2 separate regions of the Sus scrofa genome follow, and region 1 is linked to region 2. Evidence: chromatin contacts called from public HiChIP or PLAC-seq data. All regions are on one chromosome and are shown on one strand. The core of a region is the stretch at or near the end of the contact, and the rest is flanking DNA. Distances in the headings are between cores, read along the strand shown. Region 1 overlaps FSHR (follicle stimulating hormone receptor). Region 2 has its middle 97 kb from the start of FSHR.

Region 1 (6,769 bases), core at 3,188-5,687, 220 kb before region 2:
CCATGGAAATCTAGTATTTATGTGACCTGTGAATTGCTTTTCTGAGTGTAAAACTAAGGATTAAAAAAATAATGAAGCACATCCTATGATATTGCTTTATCTAAAATATCCATCATTATAATGTATTTAATGAGAAGAAAATAGGCTTTTTGTGCCATATGAAATGGTATATAATGAGACAAGGTGTTCATGGCAAAGCACATTATTTATTCATATCTATTTCATACTTTAAAATGTCATTTTTCTGTATATGTTTTAATACAGACATTAATACTGCAGTTGTATGAATATCTATTTTATACATAAAATCATTTGAGGACATAGGCTATTTTATTTTGTTTTTTGCTGATAGGGTGAGGAATCAAGACTATATTGCACAATACATGGGCTATTTTGCTTGGGAAGAGAAGCTGTGATTCTGAAGGGCTACCAGATGGAAAGAGTAATAGATTTGTGCTGTATTACTCAGGAAAGTAGGTATAGGATTAATAATAATAATGGTCGACACTTATTGAACACTTCCTGTGTATCAGGTCCCACACCAAGCACTTAATATTGATTATTTTATTTATTCCTCTCCTCTACCTTAGGAGACAAGTATCATTATCATCTCATATCAGAATGGAGGAGGCTCAGCTGAAAGATCCAGTCACTTTCACAAAGCCACACATAAGGAGGGCAGAGATGGAGGTTGAATGCACATATTTCTGACTCTAAAGTTTCTGCTCTTACCATTGTTAGGCTTACCCAAATGACTTATGCCCATTCATTGCAAAAGTTGTCCAACAGAGGAACGGATTATACTGCGAGGCACATGGTTCTCTACCTCTGAAAATGCATCTAACTGTATGGCTGATTTCTTCATAAGGAGTGATATTGTGATTTAGGATTAGAAAAATATTTGGTCTTTGTTCCCCATGCTGGAAAGAACTTCTGGGTGGGGAGAGTTGTGGGCTTGGAGAGGGCATGGATGCTCTGAATTCTTTCTCCATACCTTGCCCTGTGCCTCTCTTCCATTGGGCTGTTCCTGAGTTATATCCTTTTATAATAAGCTGGTAATCTAGTAAGCAGAATGTTCCTCTGAGTTCTGTGAGCTGCTCTAGCAAAGTAACCAAACTCAAGGAGGGGTTATTGGAACCTCTAGTCTATAGCTGGTTGTTCAGAAGCATAGGTGACAACCTGGACTTTGAGTGCTGTCTGAAAGGAGATAGTCTTACAGGACTGTTTTACATCTGTGGGATCTGATGCTGTATCAAGTAGACAGGCTCAGAATTGAGTTGAACTGCAGGACTCCCGGCTGGTGTCTGGGAATTGCTTGGATGTCTGTGGGAAAACCTCATACATTGGAATTGGGTGTAGAATTGGAAAGGGGAGTTGAACTCTGTGACCTTTAATATGCTTTCCAACTTAGAAACTTTGAGCATTTCTCCAGAAACGCTATTTCCAGAGGTTATAATGCTTTGCTTGCAAATGAAAGGCTACAATGGACAAATACATCTAGGAAATGCTGGATTAATAAGGTTACACAGTTTCTTTTCTGTGGGATTCTTGGAGCCTTTTCCACAATAGTATCCATTATAAATACCCAAGAGAAAGAAGTAGTGTGCTGGCTTTTCCCAAACACATTGACCTTGGATCCCTCACTTGTTGGAGAGGATCTCCTGAGTTTGGTGTTTCCTAATTTAACCTTGGAAGCCCTGCCAGAAGCTAGAGTGTTTATGCTGATTTATGCTAATTCTCTGAAAATACTCTTACCATTCATGCCACGGTTGGCAAACTCTCTTTTAGACAGGGTATTCTATTAGCACTCTCCCTTCCTCTACTGTGATATAAATCAAAGTTTAAAGCGCAGAAAATCAGAACCACATTGGTGAAAGGGCACACTGTGTCAAGTGAAGTATGATCCAGTTTCTCCTGACATCTTCAGGCATTTTATTACAGCCAGAAGAGGGATGGTAAGAGGCTCTGATAACCCCATGCAGCTGCCTAGAGTCTCTAGTCACAGAATCAGATTCCTACTCCTAGCCCTGCAATTAACCTCTCTACACACCATATCTGGGTAAAAAGAAGTCCTGTTCTCTAATGGCAAAGTGAATCAAAGGAGGACTAAACTGAAGAGAAATCTTCAACAAACTGGACCCAGATGTAGAAAAAATAAAGTTTGTGATGGCTACCCTGTAGCCCTCACTTTGGTGTTATTTATCCTTTCAATTTGGAGCACATGGTAGGATACCTTCATGGCCAGGGCAGATCTCAGTATAATAGGATGTCAAAGTTGGAGTTCTTTCTGAGACGCCAAGGTATGAGACATGTTATATTCTGAGTTTCTAGAAACCAGTGACACAACCTGAACCTCTCTGTATTGGGTGTGAAAACGGGTAGAGGGACCTTGTGAGAGGTCTTCCTCCAGGCAACTGTGTGAGTCTGCCCTTCCCATCCCCCCATCACGGGAAGGGTGGGATCTGCTGTAGTGTCACGTAGGTTGAGAGAGGAACTTTAAGAGGACCATGGGGCAACTTTCATTGCTGTCTCCTCCTGTGTGGGGACAGAGTGACCAGTCTCTGACTTGGGCCCGAGTGAGAGGCTGCCTAAAGTGGCAGTAAACCAGATGTCTGGTATTTGAGAGGTAACTAAAGTCCTAGGAACTGGTTCCACAGGTTGCAGTTCTGACCCAGACTTGTAGGAAGAAATGACTGGAAAATCACCTTGCCTTATATTTGTGTAGCACAGATAATTGACAAAAGTTATTTCAGAGTATCTCCTTTGACTGTACTGTGAGTTTTTATGATGAATGTAATTACGACTTCCATCTTACTGATAAGCTCACAGAGGGTAAATGAATCACCCAAATTTCTAAACATGAAATGGAATGAATCATAGACAATACTTACCAATTACCTTATCACATGTCAGGCACCATTAGAAAAGGCTGTGCCTGTATTGAAGTTATTAATTCCTGCCCACAACTTCATCAACTCCATGATGAAGATAACTGGTATTAGTTCCATTTTATAGATGGAAGGAAATTGAAGCTTAAAGAGTTACAGTTAATTTTTCTGTTGGAAAGTGGAAGAAAAGGAACCTGAACCTGGGCCCTCTGGCTCCCATGCCTCTCAGAGATCTTCTTCCCATTAAACCACACTGGCTGCATGAGAACTTTTAAAAACTAAGGATCTCTCCAAGCTAGATTCACTGCTAACAGAGCATTGCCAAAAGGTGATCTTTTGGGACTTTCTTGGATGTCGATGTATGAATAATTTTAATCAAACTACCAATCTGTGGCAAGCAGTTACTTTTGAATTACACTGGAGAGTCACAAAAGAGTAAATATTTTAAACAGTTTGCACACCCTCCCCCACAACTCATTTCTAGCATTAATTATTTAGAAAGCTATTTCTTAGGTACACTTCAACTTTGCCCGCAAAGATGATCACAAGTTCCAAATAACAAACAATAATCAGGTGTCACTCTTGGCTCAGAACACTGGAGATGGTGACATTGGCCTCACCTGCACTCTGCCCCTTCCCAGCTGTGGTGTGCCCGAAAGTGGGGTGACTCGGGATGGAGTCAGACACTCCTGCCTTCAGTTCTCAGTTCTGCCAGCCACATAATCTCTGAGTTTCAAACTGCTCATTTGTAAATTGGGGAAAACACATGTCTCACTGTTTTGGAAGACTGGACTATGAGCTGTGTGAACAAAATGCTGGTTTAGGGTCTGCCATCTAGTAGATGTTCAATAAGTGTCAGTTCTGCCCCAAGATCCTTTTGTTGTTGTTGTTTGGGCCACACCTGCAGTGTGCAAATGTTCCTGGACCACAGAGTGAACCCAGGCCACAGCGAGGACGATGCCCGATCCCTTAACCACTGGACCAACAGGGAGCTCCTCTAAGATCCCTTCTTAATACCATTTTGCAAGTTTGGTCAATTGATTCAGCATCTCTGAACCTCAAATTTCCTATCTGTAAAGTGGAACCATCAGTAAATAGCTGAGGGCTTATGTAAGGCTGTGTAAGTTAATACAAAGCAGAAGTTCTAAGTTATGATTCTTGTATCCCACCCCATATCTGCCAGCAATACCTGGTCCAATTAGCAGTGCTTACACTTTTTGCTGGTTCCAAATATCAAAGTGTCACCACACCCTACTCTTCTTATCTCTTCCTTTCACTTTCTTACAACCTTTTGATGGAGATAGGGCTGTTCTTTTCTTCCCCTTCTTACATGAGGCCTAGAGAGGTCTGGCTACTTGCTTACTACAAGTTCTCACAAGCAGCACTAGGGCTGGAACCCAGGTGAGTGGCAAGAGAAGAGCTTTTTCTTAGTGTCTGGCCCTGTTTATCTGTGTCCATGTGGCTCCCGTGGTCTGGCCCTTGTCAGAGACAGACCATGCTAGATGAGCTTTGGAGGGAGGCTGCCTAATTTCTTCCCTGGAATGTCTCCCAATCACCTGGCTCCCTCTTCCTAGCTCAGCTGTCTTTGAATGCCAAGCTGGTGGGGGAGGAGCTCACAGCCTCTTGAACTAGACATTATTTGTGGGGTGTTTGCTGTAAGTGAGCTCATGATTAAACTGCAGTAGAACATTTTTGTAATGTCTGCTGGAGATGAAAATATTCTTCCTGAGAATATTTGTCACTGCAGTGTTCACACTCTGTAACGCCCCAAGATATTTCACTAAAAACAACAGCTGCCTCCCTTTGGCTACCCAAACTGAAAGATTCAAACCCAGGCCTCCATTTTCACTGAAGGTCTACTGTGTGCAGACCCTGTGGTCTGCGGGAGCCCAGAGATGAACTGGACACAGGCTTTGCTTGAGATGGGAGGTCCTTCAAATCAAATGATGACATCTCCTGCCACTTCATGTCTCCCCAATGTCAGGCCAGCTGACCTGGTTGGCTGAGGACTCCCCTAGAATGCATTCCTCCTATTGCTGTGCCCACGGGAAGACAGCATCTTCCCAGGTGGATAAGCCGAGTTTGAGAGCATGGGGCCACTTGGCTAGAACATGCCTGTGTTCTTAGATCGCAGCTTAAGAACACAGTCTGTAAAAGATAAAGCATTTGAGATGAATGACAGCAGCAAGGAGCAAATGTGATACTTCAACAAGTATTACCGAGGGAGGAGAGCAGGTACACAAGAGGTCTGGATCACAGTCAGGTTTCTCTAAAAAGGAAAGTGAGTAGTTGAGAGCCCTTTTCATGCCATGCACTGGAGATATGGTGATGAAGTATCCTGGAGTAGCCCCGTGTCTAGTAACCAGAGTTTACTGGCATGATGCTCGCCTTTCTCATTGTCCTACCTGCCCCCTATTGCCCACCTCACTGCCCAGTCTCCTCTGGCCTATCTCTGCTTCTGGGGGCTGCCCCATCCCTATAGAGGTGGGAGCTGACAATTCTTGCGTTAGCTCTAATATCTTAATATGTGGCCTCTCCCAGGGATAATCGTAAATCTAAAAGGGTCTGGAAGGACCAAAATATCCTTTAAACTTCCCAATAGTGAGGCTGCAGTTGTAGAAGAGGAGGCAGCAGTTTCTTTTCCATGGAGGCAGGGCTTCGCTTGATGTCTTTCAGACTCTTGCCAGCTAAGCTTTTTGTCTTTTGCCTGTGCCTGAGGTCAGCCCTGCAAAGAATTTGCCCTCCCAGGCCAGCTCCAGTGGCTGCAGGGTACTGTCTTCCTCTTAGGACCCTCACATCCAGTATGTCTCAAGCTGCACTAAGGCTTTGTGCCCATTTGTTAAGGACCAAAATGGCAGGGGTGTATCCTGCAACTCTCTTTTAGCTTAAGAGGCTAAGCTTCTGTTGTACTTAAGAGTAATTTACAGCTGCTTTCAGTTTTTGATGCATCTAAATGCATCAGCATTTAAAAAGGTCTCCTTGAATCCTGGGGGAGAGGAGCCTGATCTGGGAAGTACAGTGGTCTGTAAGAGGCTGGATTTGCCTTTCTTAGAGAGGGACTTTCTCCTTCCATGCAAGACCCTTTGTGCTGGATCTGACTCTGCTGAGCTTGGGGCAGGCAGTGACACTAGGATCCCCAGATTCATGAAGATCACAGTTTAGACACTTAACTGCTGGCAGAGATCTTAGAGGAGGTAGAGTCCATTCTCCTCTTCCATCAGTCTCTTGAAGCATATTTTATTTCCATTTTGCAGATAAAGAAATGATTGTGTAATTTCCCTTGTGCCCAAACATCCTTGTAGTCATGACAACAGCCTTTAGAGACTTACAGCACCAACAGTCAGGGAGATGCACTTGAAGAGATCAGTCCATTCCTGTCTGGAGGACATGGGGATGACACTAGCGATGAGGAAGAAGTCAGGGCTGAGCTTCATGCAGCTAATCAGAGACTAGTTTCTCTCTGAACACTCTCCAAACATGTCTTTACATCTGATTTCTTATGATGACAGAGACAGGCCTTATTTCAAAATTAACGATGTGAGGACACACCTACCTTGTAAAAGGTGTATCCCGTGAAAATTTCATCTAGGGACTCAGCAAGTGGGTGGAGTAGGTGGCTACCCATATGCTGATCCTGTAGTGAATCCTGTAGGACTTTCCCTCTCAGAAGCTCCCATGCCCGGGAGTCCATCATGATTAGTCCTTGGGTTCCACATCAGCTTTTCCAGGTTCCTTTTTAAAAATGTGCCACTTCTCTTGATAAGAAGAATATTAAGACCTGAGTGTACAGATGTGACTTGATAGATCCAATAACTGTCTTGCTGATGGACAAGACCTGGACTTCTTGCAAGAGAAAATACTGAGCAGGTCAGAGGAAGGAG
Region 2 (6,512 bases), core at 927-3,426:
ATCTCAAGATGCACTCACATCTACATATTCATCATTTGCCTTCCTTGCTCATGCTGTTTTGTGATGCACACACTTGTTGGTGTTACGTGAAATGCTCTTTGCTGCTGGTGAACTTCTACCCATCTCTCAAGGCCACTTATCTCTAATCCCCTTTCTAACTCTATAGGCAAAGGAAATTGCTTTCATCTCTGTGCTCCTGTGACACTTTATAAGTGCCTCTGTGGGGTGATTGTGATTTTTTTTTTTTTTTTAGGGAAAGAGTTACACATAGTGGTTACTTACACCAGAGTGTGCCAGGCTCCCTGAGTCAAATCATAGCTCTGCCATTTACCAACTGTGTCACCTTGGGCAAGTTCTTTTTTTTTTTTAATTTAATTTTTTATTGCTATTTCCCCCATCACGCCTTTTTCCCCCCACTGTACAGCAAGTTCTTTAATCTCTGTGCATCCCAATTTCCTCCATTCTAAAATGAGAGTGTTTAAACTACCATGCTGGACTGGAAGTGAGAGACAGCTGAAAAAAAAGGGGGAAAGTGCAGAGGATGTAGAAGCAAGGGATGCCCAAGATGAAAATTCCGGACTTTGTGGGCTTGCCTGCAGTCTGCCCTACTTCCCATTGACCTGTGTGTTCATCTTCCCTAGAGAAGACGTGAATATATATGTCAGAGGGAAAATGGCTCCTGGTTTTTATCTTTGAAAACATAACTGCGACTGTGAATCATGTGTGAAGTAACACGGTTTTATTTTTGACCAGTTTTTTTTTTTTTTTTTTTTTTGTCCTCTGCATCCTCCCTCTTTCTTCATTTTTTTCAAGTATACTGTCCATTTTGCCAATTTGTTCCCGTAGAAACCACTGAAAATTTACAGCTTGTTTAAGTGGGTCTGAGAAGAGGCACAGGTTGTTGTGGATATGAAGTGAGTTTATACTGCAAAATACTTAGAGTAGCATCCGGCACGTGAAAAAATGCTGGATAAATTTTCGCTATTATTACTGTAATTATACATGTTCTTCAACTGAGATGAAAAGAATAGCTCTTATATATATATATGTATATATATATACATATATATATATATTCTGACACTCTTCCAACACCCACCCAACTTGCCCTTGTATGACATGAAACTCAGTAAAGACATATGGAAGGGATCCATGAATGGATTTCCTCCCCTCTCCCCAACTAGTTTTATAGCAGGACTCTTTTCTTGATATCTCCTTTGGCCTTAGCATACATTTGGACATAATGCACTCTAGGCACAGTGCTACTAGAATGACTTCTTTAAGTATTGCCCCCTAAAGATTTCTAAAATTGCAGGCATATGAAGAGAGATGGTGCATTAAATCCTTTAACACATTAGCACAATTGCTAACAGAGTCAGTGGTTGCCAGAATAAAACTTTGAGCATTTCCTTCTTTGTTAAGGGCATCCCTTCTCACTTCTTTGACTGACAGTCATTTAATCTTTACTTAAAAGTAGCTAATCAGGAAACTTATCTCTGGGGAGACTGCAAACACTGGATGCCTGAGTAGGAGTAAGAGGAAATTAAAAGGGGTGGGGGCAGAGAAGGTGGAAAAAGGGGACACCCAGGGCAAAAATTCCAGATCTTGTGAATTTGCCTGCAGGTCCTGCCCTCCGTCCTCTTGGCCAACATTTCCCAGCTTCCTTAAAGAGTCATATACATCCTGGAGGGAACATGGTTCTGACCTTTATCTTTCAAAGTCATAATTGTGATGACAGGGACACGTGTGTGATTTTCAAAAGGAAACTGGTTTTATTTTTTGACAGGGTCCTTTGCTGTCCTTTGTGTTTCTTTTTTTTCCAAGTACATTGTCCATTTTGCCAGTGTGTTTCCATGGACACCATTGACAATTTACAGGTTATTTAAGTAGATCTGAGAAGAGGCAATAGTAATAAATAAAGCTCTGACATGGGCTATAAATAGCCAGAGTGCTCCAGACTGCCCATCTTCCACCTGTCTCCTTACCACTTAGCAAATCAAGTTTACAATAATAATTTAAAAAATGCTACACTGTTTTTTTTTCCCTCCTGGATTTGAGAAAGTTGAAGACTTGTCAATCCCTATCTTTTTGGATATTATAATGGAAGTTGTGGCCAATCTAAAGAGAATAGGACATTCTCAAATGAACCAATAAATCATGGCCCACACACAGCTGTTAGCATTTATTTTTCTCAGGGCAGTCAGGGCAAATGTGACTGCTAAAATGATTGCAAACAGCAGGGAAGAAAGCTTGGAATTTTTGTCCTTTTCACTGACAGTGAAGGGGGTAGATGGAGCAGGGAAAAGGTCGTTGCTGAGAGTTACAACAGACTGATGCTGAGAGTAGGAGGCAATTTTTACAATTCAGGGGACCAGCTCCATAGTATCTATGACAAGGAGGCAAATCAGGGGAGCATGAGGGCTGAGCCCCAAAGGACTGGCTGGCTGTAAAAGAGAGTTTCCTCCATTTAGATAAGTGTACGTCCAGCTCCACTTCCAGCCCCTGCCCCACAGTAACAATGATGCTTAGATACCATTCCCTGTTGCTAGGGTTTAAATTAAGAGGGAAATCGTTAAAAAAAAAAAAGTGAGTCTCCATTTAAACTATGAGAGAGAATGTAAAAAAGGCTGAGTCTCGTAGGAAATAAAAGAAGAAAAAGAATAAAGGTGAGGGAAAAGATAAGAATGGAGATACATAGAACAATTTAGAAATGAAGATAATTCAAGACTGTGTTGAAGGAGAAAAAGAAATCAATGAGTTGTAATGTTAAATATGATAAGATTGACTAATGAAAAATTAGTGATTGTTCATCTGCCATTTTTCTAGCATTCTACTAATGTACAATGAGGAAAAAATTGAAGGCTGAAATTTCTTCCCTAGAAAATTTACAGCAGATGAAGAAAAGCTTGAATGTCAAAATGAAGTTTATTTCCCCAATCCCATTGGTCTTCACTGTAGGGGAAGAAGAAATTAAAGCTAAAACAGTGGTAGATGGAAAGTCATACTTTGGACAAGGCCAGACAGCCCTAGAGAATGTAGCCACTCTTGTTGCTGTAGATTAGTACTGGATCAGTATCAATCTAGATGTCAAAATGTCCCCTGGTTAAATGCATTGGAAAATAAAGAAGTTGAAGAAAATAGTTTATATTGCTGATATGATAATGAGCTAACCAAGTTAGCTTTAGCAGTCACTCCTGTTCCCCAGCACTGAGCCAAATACTTACTCTAAGGCTTAGTTGAGATATTGGTTTTATCCTCATCAAGAGGTGGCAAAATTGGAGAGCTAACAAGAGGCTGATAACCATGCTGGATCACTTAGTGTTCTTACCAGCTCGGTGTTCTCATTCATTCAGTATGGAAGAGGGTGGAATCCAGGAAAATCTTATCTGGCTCCTCTCTCTATATACACAGATTAGAATCTCTAGGAAGTATGGAGATGGTGCTCTTAGAGTTTAGAGCACTGATACACAATTTGCTGGAATGTTTTAATGATACTAAAATATCCATTCATTCTATTTATTAATTCCAGTAGCCTGAAATTGCATTGTGACTGTATGAGGTAAAGGGCTCTGAATAAGGAGGTAGCAGAATGATAACTTGTGACCTCAGTGTACATCAATGACCACAATAATGAAATTGAAATAAAGGTCTAATGCGGGCCTAAACCTTACTAAGGAGCAAGAGAAACCTCTCAAAAGACTCGTAAATGTGGACCATCTCTTCAAGACACCCAAGGGACAAGCCAAGTGGACCAAAGGGATAGAATATTCAGTGAATGACATACTCTCATACAAGATGCTGAGAAATTTGTCTATTGACAATTTCACCAGCCAGACAGAAGACATGCAAACAGATGAATAGCCAGATAAATATTGCATATAGTAATTATGCACCAGCTATAAATATGGTGAGTTGATGTTTTCTGCCCTCGGGGAAGTGCAGTTAAAATTGGGATAGCAATTTTGATGAGAAGGGAATCAGAACTCGGGGAACTTGATTTCAGAATTTTAAATAGCCCTGGAGACTGGGTCATCGTAATAAAGCATTATACACCACCAAGGAGAATTTCATTTTCCTGGGTCACTCCCATGAGGTTTGCATGCGAAGAGGTTATGATTCTTTCCTGTCTGTTTGTTTCCAGCAGCAGGATTCCTTGGGCTATGATGTCCATTTGTGCTACAGTATTTCGCCACAGGCAATCTGGCCCGGCTGCTTTTTGCTTTACTAGGATGCTCCACTGTAATAATAAGATTAGCTCCCCCAAACCAAACATCTTGACCCCTGTTTTTGCTGAAACTTGTTCTCTAATGTTAGGGAAGTGTAAATTCTGAAGCTAAATCCTGTGGTACAGGAAGAAAAAAAGAAACCCTAAGTGCATCTCAGAAAGTTATATCTCTGCTAGTGATTTATGTTTTCTGCTTTGTAAGCTGTGATAGAAATATGGTCTTAGATATGAGGATAAAGTTTAATATCCTAGTGTTCAAAATATATATCCCCAGTGCAAACTTTCTCCACGCTGAGTTGCTGTAATTTCAGTTAACTGTTTTCCTTTCTTTTCTTGAAAAATCTTTGTTTCCTGTTATTATATGACTCTCAGAGGTCAGCAGTGATTCTAGGAAATGGCTGCCTTCCTTCCATTTGAGTAAAAATAACAAGTAGAAAAAGTGATTCCCATTGGCATGAGCTTTTATCGATTGTGGATTAGTCCAGATCTTGTTGGGTAGGGGGACTAGGATCCTTGGGCTTATGCTCACATTGTACATTCTTGTGAATTCCTCTTCTGGAGTTCTTCTTCAACATGAAAGTGCTTAGGACACATCTCTACTTAAAAATATTTCCTTGGTTCCTTATCACTTGCCAGTCTGAGTATTTTTTAGTATGGCACCCAAAGCCCTTTATAATATTGCCCGAAGCATGCTAAGCCTTTCTGTTCACCTCTGTCCATGGATCACTATTCCTAGAACAACATCCAACCCACCACACATTCATTTTTTTCTAGCCTTTGAATAGTCTGACTTCTCTGCTTGGAATGCCTTCCCCCCCCCCAACCATGCCAGCAATATGGGGAAGTTCCTAGGACAGGGATGGAACTCGCACCACAGCAAGTGACCCAAGCAGCTCCAGTGACAATGCTAGATCCTTAACCCGCTGCACCACAGAAGAACTCCCTAGAATACCATCATTTTTCTCTCTTTAACATATCCCCTCTCTAAATCTTCTTCCCAACCTACTTACTCTCAAAGATCCAGCTTAAATGTCACCTCTGTGAAGTCCTCCTGAACAACTCTCCTGATACTGAATTGCAAGATGATCCCTTGTCTCTTTTCTAACAAACAGACTCATTCAAGGTCAAGGATATTTTCTCATTAGCCCCTGTGCCTCCTGGGCCCAAAAATACATACTAAACTTACTAGGCACTTATCAGGGGGGAAAATGAAGAAATAATGAATAGATATTAGAGAAAGAGTGTAAAAAGGAACAACTACATTAAAAAGTCACATATTCTCTTTCTAAACATGCATTCATATTTTAACTTACAGTTATACTTTATATATTGACTTTGTAACTGCACAATAAACAAAGAATTTAAATTCAAAAGAAAATCATGAAGTCCAATCTTTTTTGTTGGTGCATGGAAGGACTTCAGATTGGCATGATATGGATAATTATTTTGATGATTTATTTTGGTGTTAAAAGCTATCCTGAAACCTAGAGGCTTATAACAGTTATTTACAAACTTTTGTGAGTAGGAATTCTGGAATGATTTGACTGGATGGTTGGTGCCTATAGTTGGAGGAGCTCCTGTGTGGCACTTGCCTTATATGTGGGTACTTTGGTGCTCCTTGGTTTCTCTCTCTCTCTGTCTCTCCATGTGACATGTCTTCCTCCAGGACCTCTGCACTTTTCACTTGATGGTCTCTCCACTTCCTACCTGATGGCTGCCTCCCAGAGCTAGAAGGGCATGCTGCCAGGCCAGTTAAAAACTATCCCTGGAACTGGCATTAGTCACTTCCTGCACACTCTATTGATCAGAGCAGACAGAATCCAATGAGATTCGATGGGGTGGAGAGATGGACACCACCTCTTAATGGGATGTGACAAGATTATATTGAAGAGAAGCATGTGAGACAGAGCATGATTTAGCTGCCATCTTTGGGAAATATAACCTGTGATGCAATTAATACATGTTTGATAAATCAGCGCCCATGGGACCTTGCCACAAAGATCAATTAACTCTCTAGTAATGTTCAAGGCTTCTCACTGTGATAAGGATTAATCCAGTGTAAGCTGCTTTTTGTCATCTCTCAGTCGTGGAGATGGAATCTCTGAGGAAGAAAAGGGAAACCAAGCCTGCTGTCCTTCATTTAGGGCTTTTGATCACATTTATCTTATCTAACATATACTGCAGAATCAAGGGAGAGAAAGCTCCGCTTATACTGTGAGGACTTACCCTTGAGGAACTCATTCCCCCAAAATGTGTCCTTAGGTAAATTCATGGGTAATAGATTTCT

What was found. HiChIP or PLAC-seq counts read pairs in DNA pulled down with a chosen protein or histone mark.
Region 1: an H3K27ac HiChIP or PLAC-seq map of skeletal muscle shows a contact between it and region 2. The contact joins two enhancer-like sites. A contact is called at or near these places in 2 of 47 Hi-C or Micro-C datasets (both in skeletal muscle) and 1 of 2 datasets of contacts at active chromatin or transcription factors (skeletal muscle).

What each region holds. Positions count from the first base shown.
Region 1 is chr3:91,733,484-91,740,252 of Sscrofa11.1, reverse strand. The region is part of intron 4 of FSHR (follicle stimulating hormone receptor); the gene reads right to left. Among named protein-coding and RNA genes, the nearest start is that of FSHR, 130 kb to the right of the region's middle. Within about 2 kb of position 4,437, at least 2 of the 83 cell types and tissues checked have an H3K27ac peak or open chromatin away from gene starts, as enhancers often do. A contact at or near this core is called in skeletal muscle, where this site is marked.
Region 2 is chr3:91,507,260-91,513,771 of Sscrofa11.1, reverse strand. No RefSeq gene overlaps it. Among named protein-coding and RNA genes, the nearest start is that of FSHR, 97 kb to the left of the region's middle. Within about 2 kb of position 2,176, at least 2 of the 83 cell types and tissues checked have an H3K27ac peak or open chromatin away from gene starts, as enhancers often do. A contact at or near this core is called in skeletal muscle, where this site is marked.